2 separate regions of the Gossypium hirsutum genome follow, and region 2 is linked to region 1. A link is a contact called in public Hi-C data. All regions are on one chromosome and are shown on one strand. Each heading gives the region's core, a stretch centred on a gene start, on an enhancer-like site or on the middle of the called end of the contact. The rest is flanking DNA. Distances are from core to core; before and after follow the strand shown.

Region 1 (5,344 bases), core at 2,471-4,970:
TCAAAACATCTCTTGAAATACAAGACGATGGTTGTTCTTGGATAAGAGTTGTCCCTTGAATAATGATTATTTTGACTTGTTCTAAAAGTGAGTTGTTCTTGGCATAGTTGTTCTCAATGTAGAGGTTGTTCTAAATAAGAGTTGTTCTATAGTGATGCTTTTCTTGGTAAAGCTTGTTCTAAATAATGGCTCTTCTAGAAAAGCACAATTGTTCTAAATACAAATTGTTCCAAACAATGGTTGTTCTAAATATAGTTATTCCTGAAACGTCATTATTCTAAACAAGGGTTATTCCAGATTTTAACTATTCTCAATAGGAGTTGTTCACAAATAACAACTACACTGGATGACAATTATTCTAATCGAAGCCCTATTTTGAACATAGCGATTCTAGAAATAACTATTCTTGAACAATAGTTGTTCTGAACAACAACTACTCTAAACAAGAGTTGTTGCTTCGAAAGAGGTACGCTTAGTAGCACAATTTATTGAAATATAATATTTTTTATCTCAATGGAAGGATAAAAATGTTAGTAGCCAAAACTGAGTATCTACAATCATAATTCTCAAAATTCAATATTTATATCAGTTTGTTATTCCTTTTTAAATATAAATATTATTGGAATATTACAAAATTTAATTTATGCATACAATTAAACTTGTGCATCACACAAGATAAAAAAAATAGTTCCTATGTAAATAAGATGGATTGCTTTACAAGTCAATTTCGTGTTCAAGTCTTTTTGGGTTTATGTCAATTTTAGGTTCGAATCATTTTAGATTTTGATCAGTTGATTTTGAGTTTTGGGTTTTTAGATTAAGTTATTTTGGTTTTAAGTTATTTCAACTTTTTGTTCAAGTTATCTTGATTTCATATCATTTTGTGTCTAGGTTAGTTTTCGGTTTGAATTAGTTTACCAACTAAAATCAATGTTTTTTTTTAATTTCAGGGTAAAAAATAATTTTTAAAGGTTGTTTAAGAAAAATGAGTGAAAACAATTTATTTAGCATAAGAAAAAAAAATTCAAAAACGCTCAAATCGGATACCAAATGATAGGGGCAATAGATCGAGATCGTATTCAAGTTGTTCGACTCGAAAAAATATTCGAATCTAACCTGAAAGAATAAATAAATAAATAAATAACACTAAAAGAAGAAATTCAAGAAAAAATAAAGATTCAAAACATAGATAAATAAAGAAAACGTAAATTAAAAGGTGGAAGATGAATTGAATAAACCGATGGATATGGATAGAAGATAGTTGTCCAACTAAACCCTTTGAGATATAAACCCTAACAAATTCAATTAATGGCTCTAGTCAACCCTCCTAGAAATAATCCTTCAAGTTGAAGGATGAAGAATGAATTCTTATGACTCCTAAAAGAAAATCAAGAAGAAAAATCACTTCTCAAAATTACAAGAAAGCAATCTTGCATGAAAGAAATTAACTCCAAGAGTTGAAAACTTTATTAATAAATGAATTAGTACATTTAATGAATAATGAAGATGTCTTTATATATGCTAGTTAATTACGTCCATATAAAACTCTTAAGTTTAATGAAACTCTGATTAATCTAAAAAATAAATAGTTTTAGTAAAACTAAACTTTCTTGTTGACTAAGAAACATAGAACTCCTCACAACTTTAAATACTTAAAAATATCTTAAAATTCGTAATAAATAAATAAGAAAATAATAAAACTTAATATAGATATATATATACACAAAATATTGAGGTCATATATAATTAAAATTAGGCCTTAAACTTGAACCCAATATGATTTAAACTTGAATTCAAGTTTGAAATCATAATTTCCCATAATAATCTCGTCCAAATATTTTACTCGCGTAATCTTCAATAAAATGGTCATAACTTGAGCTCCCGGACTTGAAATTGATTATTAAAAGTGAATTTTGAAGCTAGGAGGTAACTCTTCAAACTCTATGTAGACATCTCAGCTCAAAAATGCTTGGATTCTATCTAAAAATTTGTTACAAATCGACTAATCTTCCAAACTTGAAAATTGACAGCTTAGTTGAATTGATTTTAATAAATTTCACCCCATACACAGGAGCGAAGCTAGAAAACTTTTTTAGGGGGCCGAAATGAAATTTTAATTTTTAATAGTTTATATTTTATAATTTTTAAAAGATCAAATTAATTTTTTATAAATTTAAATGATGTCAAAATATAATTTTACCTTTACTAATTTAAAATTTTAAAATTTTCTAAATGATTAAAATAATTATTTTCTATTTTAAGGCCGGCCCTGACTGAATTTTGCGAGAACCCAAAATAATAAAAAATTGAAAACTAATCCAAACCCAAAACCGAATCCAAAATCACTCAAAAAGCTTTGGACTTGAATTTACCAGACTCAGATTTATCCGATTTGAAATTTGACCCACCCAATTGCTACCTCTAATAAACGTGATGCAGCATAAAACATGGTTACGGTGTAAAACGCAGTGTTCCGTTACTTCAGAAACTTGCCGACACGTGGCGTACATTGTAACTCCAGAAACGCGGTTTTAATAGATTTTCTTTTTTGTTTCTTAACTCCCCCAAAATGTCTGAAAACCTCAAGTAAAAACATTGCCGTGACGTGGCAGTTATTTTATTTCGATCTAATTCTGTATTCAGTCCCTTTTGAAACTTAATTCATTTATTTTTAATTTCAGAAATTTAATCTATTTACTTATATGATTTAAAAATTAGAATTTAATTATCGATTGAGTCTTAGTTCGGTTAATATAGGTATTATTGCAAGTGCAGGAAAACTTGGGTTCAAATACATACTAAAGTGTATTTATTTATAGGAATTATGGGTAATTTTAAGTATTGTATAAAAAATTAAATTTCAATTGGTAATGCTATTAACTGACTTGATAAACTTAAAATTTAACTCTTAAATTTTTAAAGTTGAATTTAATAAGTATTTAACCTGAATTATAAAAGTTGCTTCATCAAATTAAATGTTGAACATAAATATATTGTTTGTTTAATGTAAATGTTAAATTTTGAATGTTTTATTTTATATTTTTACAATTTATTTGAATTTAAATATAAAAATATTTTATATAAATTAAAATTTTAAATATAAACATATCATAAATTAAAAAATAAATATTTTTTAAAATGTCCAAATTAATAATAAAAATAATTATTTTAAATTATTATGGATTGATTTATAATTTAAAGATGAATAGATAATGTAAAAGACAAAAATAAAAGTATAAATTGAATAAATGTATTTTTTTATTAAGTGCACCCCTCATTTTATTTTTCAATAGTTTTTTTTAAAGTATCCATAATTATTAAACTATCACAAATAAATAGTTTGGGTAATTACAATCCATACTAAAGCTAACAAATTGATAGAATTAGAACTCATTCATAATAACCGCACATGAAGAGACTCGAACACTTCCACATAAAATTGTGCATGACCCTTTATATTTGTTATCAAACATGTCTAAAAACTTAAATAACATAAATTATTTCAGTAAATTATCAAACAAAACATTATATTAAATCTAAATATCTGTTATCAACAACACTTTAATTTCCAAATCAGAACTTTAAATACTAAAATATAACAAATTTAAATTTAACAAATAATTTATTAATGATATTATAAATTAAAGTTTAATTTTTAAATTAGGGAGTAAATTCATAAAAAAAAGAAAGAAAGTAGAGTCATATTTAAAACGCTTTTTTTTTACAGTGGCGTGCGCCCAATTTTGTCTCGTTGAAGAAATCTGGTCAAACCCAGATTCACTTTTTATTACCCTTCCAAAAACTTCATTTTTTTTTTAATCTTATTTAATTAAACGACCTATGTATACACCCACACCATAAACATTTTCTCAAATTTTTTCTTTTTAATTTTTTCTCTTTCAAATTAACCTCTTGTATTCTTTTATCTTTCTTTTTCTTTTTGTAGGATTTTGAAGATTCCAAAGAAACAGGTATTTTTCCTTTTTATTAACTTTTTCAGTGTTTATATGAATCTGCTTTATGTCGATTTTGTTTAATTTTTTTCATTTCTATGCTTGCGTTGAGGTTTATCTTTGATTGTGATTCGGTGATCTAAGAATCGGCTTGAATTCGAACCTAGTTTCGTAGATTTTTAGGTTGAATTTCTATTGCGGATCATGATTTTCTTTCTTTTTTTAATAATTATTATTTTTCCTTCAAGAAAAGATCAAATCGATCATTTTAAAAACTCGTTTTTAAAGTCTTTTGCTTGTTTCAATGAGTAATTTTCAAAATCCATGCTTTCTTAGTTCAATTATTGAAACATGTCTATTGATGTTCTGAACTAATATAGGATATGTTTTTCTAAAGGATGGAGAAAAAACGTTAAGTTTTTTGTTTGAAAAATCATTTAAATTTGTTGGGCATTTGAAATTTTGAGCTTTCTTTGATTTTATTGCAGGAGATTTATTGAGATTAAAGTATGTTAGAGCAGTTGCTGATATTTACCAGAGGAGGGTTAATCCTCTGGACTTGTAAAGAGCTTGGAAATGCTCTTAAAGGGTCACCAATTGACACCTTGATCCGGTCCTGTCTTTTGGAGGAACGGTCTGGTGCAGCATCATATAGCTATGATGCCCCAGGAGCTTCTTATACCCTCAAGTGGACATTCCATAATGAGCTTGGTCTTGTATTCGTTGCTGTGTATCAACGTATTCTCCATCTATTGTATGTGGATGAGCTTCTTGCGATGATGAGACGTGAGTTTTCGGAGATTTATGATCCAAAAAGGACGGTCTATAATGACTTCGATGAAACTTTTAGGCAGCTTAGGAGGGAGGCAGAAGCTAGGGCTGAGGAGTTAAAGAAATCAAAACAGACGGATAAGCCTGTCAATAATAAAAAGAAGCAAGGGCAGGTGCAGAAAGCTGGTTCTGATAAAGGAAGTAAGAAGAGTGAGGGTAGCTTGGCTACTGATGGTGGGGATGGTGATAAAGCGAAAGGTCATAAATTGGAGAATGGACACTCCAATGGTAATCATGTTGAGATGGAAGAACCTAGGGCAGGTGTTGTTAATGGTAAAGAAAATACTAGCTCCAATATTAGTGCTTTTGATGTAAGTAAGCTTCAGAAAAGAACTAAAGGTGGAAAGAAAACTGATACTGTTGTTAACAAGGGTTCCAAGCCGGACCCTAAGAAAAAGGCTACAAAGAAGAATAGAGTTTGGGATGATGCACCTCCGGAGACAAAACTGGACTTTACTGATCCAGTGGATGGAAACGGAAGTGGAAATGACAATATAGAAGTTGTTGCAGCAAATCAAGGCGAAAGTATGATGGACGTAGAAGAGATTATCAGCAGTGAT
Region 2 (5,492 bases), core at 1,344-3,843, 400 kb before region 1:
CAATCCCGAGTTTAGGTCCTTAATGCCTAAACAGTTTGCAAAGGAAATAACCTTCAACTTTGCACCACAGTTAATAAGGGAGCAAAAAAACCCAAACTGGGAGATTCTGTGGCACTCCTCCAGTTGCAAGCACTCTAGTGAACCGGCTGCTTTGGCTAAAGACGACAACCCCTTATCAGATAAGAAAGGGCATTTACTGAGGCATAACTGCTTCAAATTCGGGCAACCTTTTCCAACAGCTTCAAGTCCCGAATCTGTCGCTCCACGGCAGGATGTAACTGTGAAAGATTTCAATTTCTGTAGTCCATGACCATTACCCATTACCCAGAAGCCCTTTTCACTCACATTTGGAAGGCTAGTGAGAGAAAGGTCGGTCACTGCCTTGCCATAGTGTCCGATAACAGCAAGAGAGACATCAGTGATGTTCAAGGCCTGGAGCTTGACTTTTGTGAGGGAATATGAGGCTGAAGACAACAGGCTCGCAACTCCTTGATCTCCAACAAGGGGGCAATCTTTGATGGAAACGGACTTTAGATTGGGACAGCTACGTGCTATTGCTTGAAGACCTTCATTTCCAATGTTTGCACAACCCTCGATGGTCAGATCAGTCAAGTTAGGGCAGCCCTTTGCTACAGCAAGCAAAGACTTATCAGTAATTGAGGGACAGTGGCAAAGGTCAAGCTTCTCTAGCTGGTGACACCCGTTGGCAATCTCGCAAAGACCTTCATCTCCAACAGAAGACAAATTCCACAAGGAAAGAACCCTTAAAGAAGGGCACCCGCGGGAAATGGCTCTGAGGCCAACAGTAGTTACTCCATGCCTGGACTTGCTTCCTCGAATGAAAAGTTTCCCCAATCCTCCACGACTAGCTGTTCCGACAGCAATAGATGCAAGTCTAATATCTGTTGCTTTCTTCCCATCCAAACTCCTTGAGAGGTATCCATCACCCTCAACATCCAAATCTACATCCTCAGAAGAAACTCCACCTTTCTTATCGGTATTCTCGTGCTCAAGATCCGAAGCTTGGGGGGTTTTATTATCACTGATTTCATCTCTACGGATGTTGCTTACAAGTGTAAGCCAGCGCTTGGAAACACAAGCACAGGTACTCCTCTCTTGGCCTCCAGGTAACCGTCTGAAGATTTCAAATAAGCATTCATCGGGGAGGACCTCGATTGAAGGCTTCTTTTGCTCAAACTTCCCTCCAGCGAAAACGAATGGGGCACTGATGCGGTACCTCTTGCAAGGAGGGAAATACACATCCTGGTTAGGGTACAAAAAGAGACTTGACTCCTTGAGGTTTGGGTAGATTGACCCCCCAGGGCAAAAATCATCACTTCCTGCAAACCAATACAAAGAACTATGAGATCAACAAAGCAAATTACAAGAAAACCGAGCTAAAATGTTTGAAAGATGTTTATTGATCAAATAGCACTTGTCTAGGGACCTAAGAGCTACATAAGGAGGCTAACAAAGAAACCTAAGAATATTTAACTTTCACACCATACAAGATCCATGAACTAGATGGAGCTTATAACTCAGAAAAATCCATCTCAGATGTAGTCCTGTCCTATGTAACTGAACAAACAACCTACTGCCTAAAAGACAGTCGTCCGAACAGATCCATTCAGAATAGACCTGATCTACAACCAAAACTCCTTTATTGCTTTCAAGTAGAAAGAATCATAAAACCATAAAAGAAATTAAGGTAAGAAACATCCTCAAAGTTCGTCCATAACATCAAAATCTCTTCACATATTTGACAGTTGAGGGCTAAACTAATAAGTGGCATGAAAAAAATGAACAATCAGATTGGTTCCAAAGGCACCTAATCTACAACTAGAATCACCTAAAGGCTGCTAATTTTTTTCCTCCCTTATCTAACTGAATTAACTAATTTACAGCCAAGACTAAAAAATTCCACATTTATCCAGTCAACCAAATACCATGAAACAAAAATCTTTGCTAAAAGGCTATTAAAACCATCCATGATACTTTTACAATAACGATAAAGACGAGTACCCTAAGTTACCTAAGATAACTCAAAAATCTAAAATTTGTTCATATAAAGAAAAAGGGTATCCACATATAAGACAACAGCTGAAAATTTTACAAAAAAAAAAAACAATAACTAGCAAATATGAGGAGCTTACCACTAAAAGCAAAGAGCTTTGACATGAGTACAGCTCAAAAAACCCCGGGAGGTCAAATATGCACTGTTCCACGCCCAAAAACCCTCCAAAGAGAGACCCAAAAAGGAAGAAGGCTAAAACGTCACCGTGTATGGCTTGAAGACACGAATGCATGAGAAAGACTGGAGCTTGAAGATGATGGGAACCCTATTAGATAGGGCAAAAAAAAAGAGTGAAAGAAAGAAACTGTGGAGAATGAGAAATGAAAGATGAGAGGTAAAGGAAAAAAGGGGTTGTTTTTATGATGAGAGGAGAGAGGTTTGGGTATGTGATAATACACTGGAAAGATACCCACATGCAATGTATTTGAGCAAAAATGTCGTTTTTTTTTTTTTCCCCTTCAATACTCTCTATCTTCTCCCCCACCACCATTTTCAATACCACTTACCACTTTTGCTTTTGTTGGTTTTTTATAATTGGCCTATTTGTTGTTATACTCCCTTTATTATCTTAAAATTGAGTCTATTTTAATTGGTCCCTTTATTTTACAAGAATTAAGAAGTTAGTCCTCCTACTTTAATTGGTTAAGGTATTTCCCTTTTGCTTTACGAAAATTAACAAGTTAATTTAATTGGATAACACTGTTAAATATTTTTTATATAAAATAACAATTCAACTATTCATACGCACCACATCAGTAAAAATAATAATTAAACAATTTATATGAAACGAATTAATAAAATTCACCAATTCAAATCCATGTATGACCGATAATTAAACTAACTTCTTGACTTTCGAACTAAATTTTGACAAATAAAATAGAGGGAGTAATTTCTGGATTTTATACTACCATTGATCTTTCTGATCATAGTGAAATTTCAATTATAATCTTACTGTTTTTTTTTTTTGTTCTCCGATCATAAATTGTCAATTTGAAATATAGATGTCTTTTTTTCCTCTCATAAATCCATGAAAAGTTACAAATATGTGAAGCAATTCCATATATGATAGGTATTTTTCCTTATATGATCTATGTTAAGCTTCGGTTTTGTAGGTAGAAACTAAATAACTTATGATATAAATTAAATCATTGTTAAAAATATGATAATTTAAAGTATCAAAATTTATATAAAATAAATTATTGATATTATAATTTTGCCTAAAATATAGGGTTAATATATACTATTTGGTACATGAGTTTGTCTTTAATATTTAATTTGGTACTTGAGTTTTTTCTCCAATTTGATACTTAAGTTTGGCTTCAATATTCGGTACCTAAATTTTTTAATTTGTTGTAATTGAGTACTTGAGTTTGACTTTGATGTTCAATTTGGTACCTAACCTTTTTTTTCCCAATTAAGTACCTATGCATTTTTACTAAAGCACTCGAGTTAAACATTCATTGGATTATATGATGTTGTTTGGTATGGATACCAAATTGAACATTGAAACTAAGCTAAGGTGGCAAATGATATATTAATCCTAAAATATACAATATAAAAACAACCCAAATATATAAAAGGCTAAAATATGCTTTGAGTCCCTATAATCTTCCTACATTTTAAATTTAGTCCCTCAACTTTTTATTATGTCTAGGGATTTAACCCCTCTTCTTTTCAAATTTCAAATTCAAGCCCAATTATTAATACTATTAAAATTCTTTTGTTGAATTTGTTATCGTGACATTTTTAATTTTTAAAAAGAAAAAAGAAACTCATTTGGTAGCCATGTGACAAGAAAATAATGTTGTAATGAACTTAAATTTAATAAAGGAATTGTAATAGTGCTAACAATTGAACTTACTTTTTAATTAGAAAAATAGAGAGATTAAATTTTTTAAATAAAAATAAACCAACTAAAATTCTATAAAAAAATTAAAGCATATTTTATTGTATTAAAATTTATAAAATTTTGTTTTTAGATGAGAAATAAATCCTCTACGTTTAGACCTAGGTGATTACAAATAGGAGAAATATTTTAGGGTAAATTATAAAAATAGTCACTTTCATTTACTTCAGATTACATTTTAGTCACTTATGTTTGAAATGTTACATTTTAGTCACTTACGTTATTGTTTTATTACGAAGTGGTCACTGTACTGTTAAACTTCGTTACCTCTCTAACGGCAGTCCTACGTGGCAGTCCAAATTGGTTTTAAATGCTAACTTGGATGTCCAGTTGCTGGAATGAAAATAGGTTTTTAATTAAATAAATTTAATTTAGACTACCACGTAGGACATCTAAGTTGGAATTTAAAACTCATTTGGACTGTCACGTAGGACCGTCGTTAGGGAGGTAACGGAGCTTAATGGTAGAGACCACTTTGTAATAAAACGATAACGTAAGTGATTAAAACGTAACATTTCAAACATAAGTGACTAAAATGTAATCTGAAACAAACAAAAATGACAATTTTGTAGTTTATCTAATATTTTATTATTAGGCATAAATCATTAATTATATAGTACTTTTATAAAGGATTCGTCCCAATTCATAGAACTGACTTAATTAAGTAACGTTATCCAACCTTAATTAAGCAACGTTATGAGTTAAAGCTTTTTTCCTTTCATGCCTTGTTTTATAAAGCTATACAGCTGTGGGAAATTTTATAGAAGGGGGGGAAAGGTAAGAAATAAATAATAACATTGTTACACCTTAAAATGGAAATTTAGCATTTTATTTGAGACAAGAAAGGAAGAGCATGCAAAACTCATTACCAAAAAGTCAAAAAAAACATGTTTTCAAACGTGTCAAATTGTTGGGCTGTTATACGTTATCTTGCGCAATTTAGGAATATGAATATACGTTGATCGAACATGCATGATTAAGATAAGAAAGCATTGAAATTTATTGCATGTTAAAAGGATAAATATAAATATTCTTGAGGCTTAGGTTTATCCAAATTCTATATTCCAATTTAATTCTTGATAATAAAAATTAATTCACTTCAATCTAAAATTAGTATAAATCAAATAATATAAATAATTTGACCCAACCAAACTCTCATTTTAAAAATCATATTTAAATTATACAATAATCAGCCCAACTGATAAGGTGTTCCAATGAAAATTAAGAGAGGAAGAGGGGAAAGTTTCCTCATTTGGTCCTACCTACCTAATTAATTAAGTTTTTGTTTAGAGTAATTTGGTGGGGGCAGCAATGTGACTTTTGATCAGTGTTATTCAAGGCAATTTAGATACATCCATCACCCACACAATTCTTTTTGGTTCATTTCACATCCATTAATATTAATTACGAATCCATATTATAATTTATTAATTAAATTGTTAAAAACTCTCTCTAAATTTAAAATTTAGTCCTTTTATTTTTTCAAAATTCTGGTTCAATTGTAAATTCCTG

The links. A called contact is a pair of places that touch in the nucleus more often than the background predicts.
Region 2: a Hi-C map of leaf shows a contact between it and region 1, with 3 times the contacts expected there. The contact joins the promoter of LOC107901610 here to the promoter of LOC107901598 in region 1. A contact is called at or near these places in 2 of 34 Hi-C or Micro-C datasets (both in leaf).

Annotation. Positions count from the first base shown.
Region 1 is chrD06:22,883,524-22,888,867 of Gossypium_hirsutum_v2.1, reverse strand. It overlaps LOC107901598 (signal recognition particle receptor subunit alpha homolog), which reads left to right and starts at 3,720. Exons shown (of 10, transcript XM_016827663.2): 1 at 3,720-3,971; 2 at 4,442-5,344. The coding sequence starts at 4,463.
Region 2 is chrD06:23,278,928-23,284,419 of Gossypium_hirsutum_v2.1, reverse strand. It overlaps LOC107901610 (EIN3-binding F-box protein 1), which reads right to left and starts at 2,593. Exons shown (of 2, transcript XM_016827681.2): 1 at 2,154-2,593; 2 at 1-1,340. The coding sequence starts at 2,178.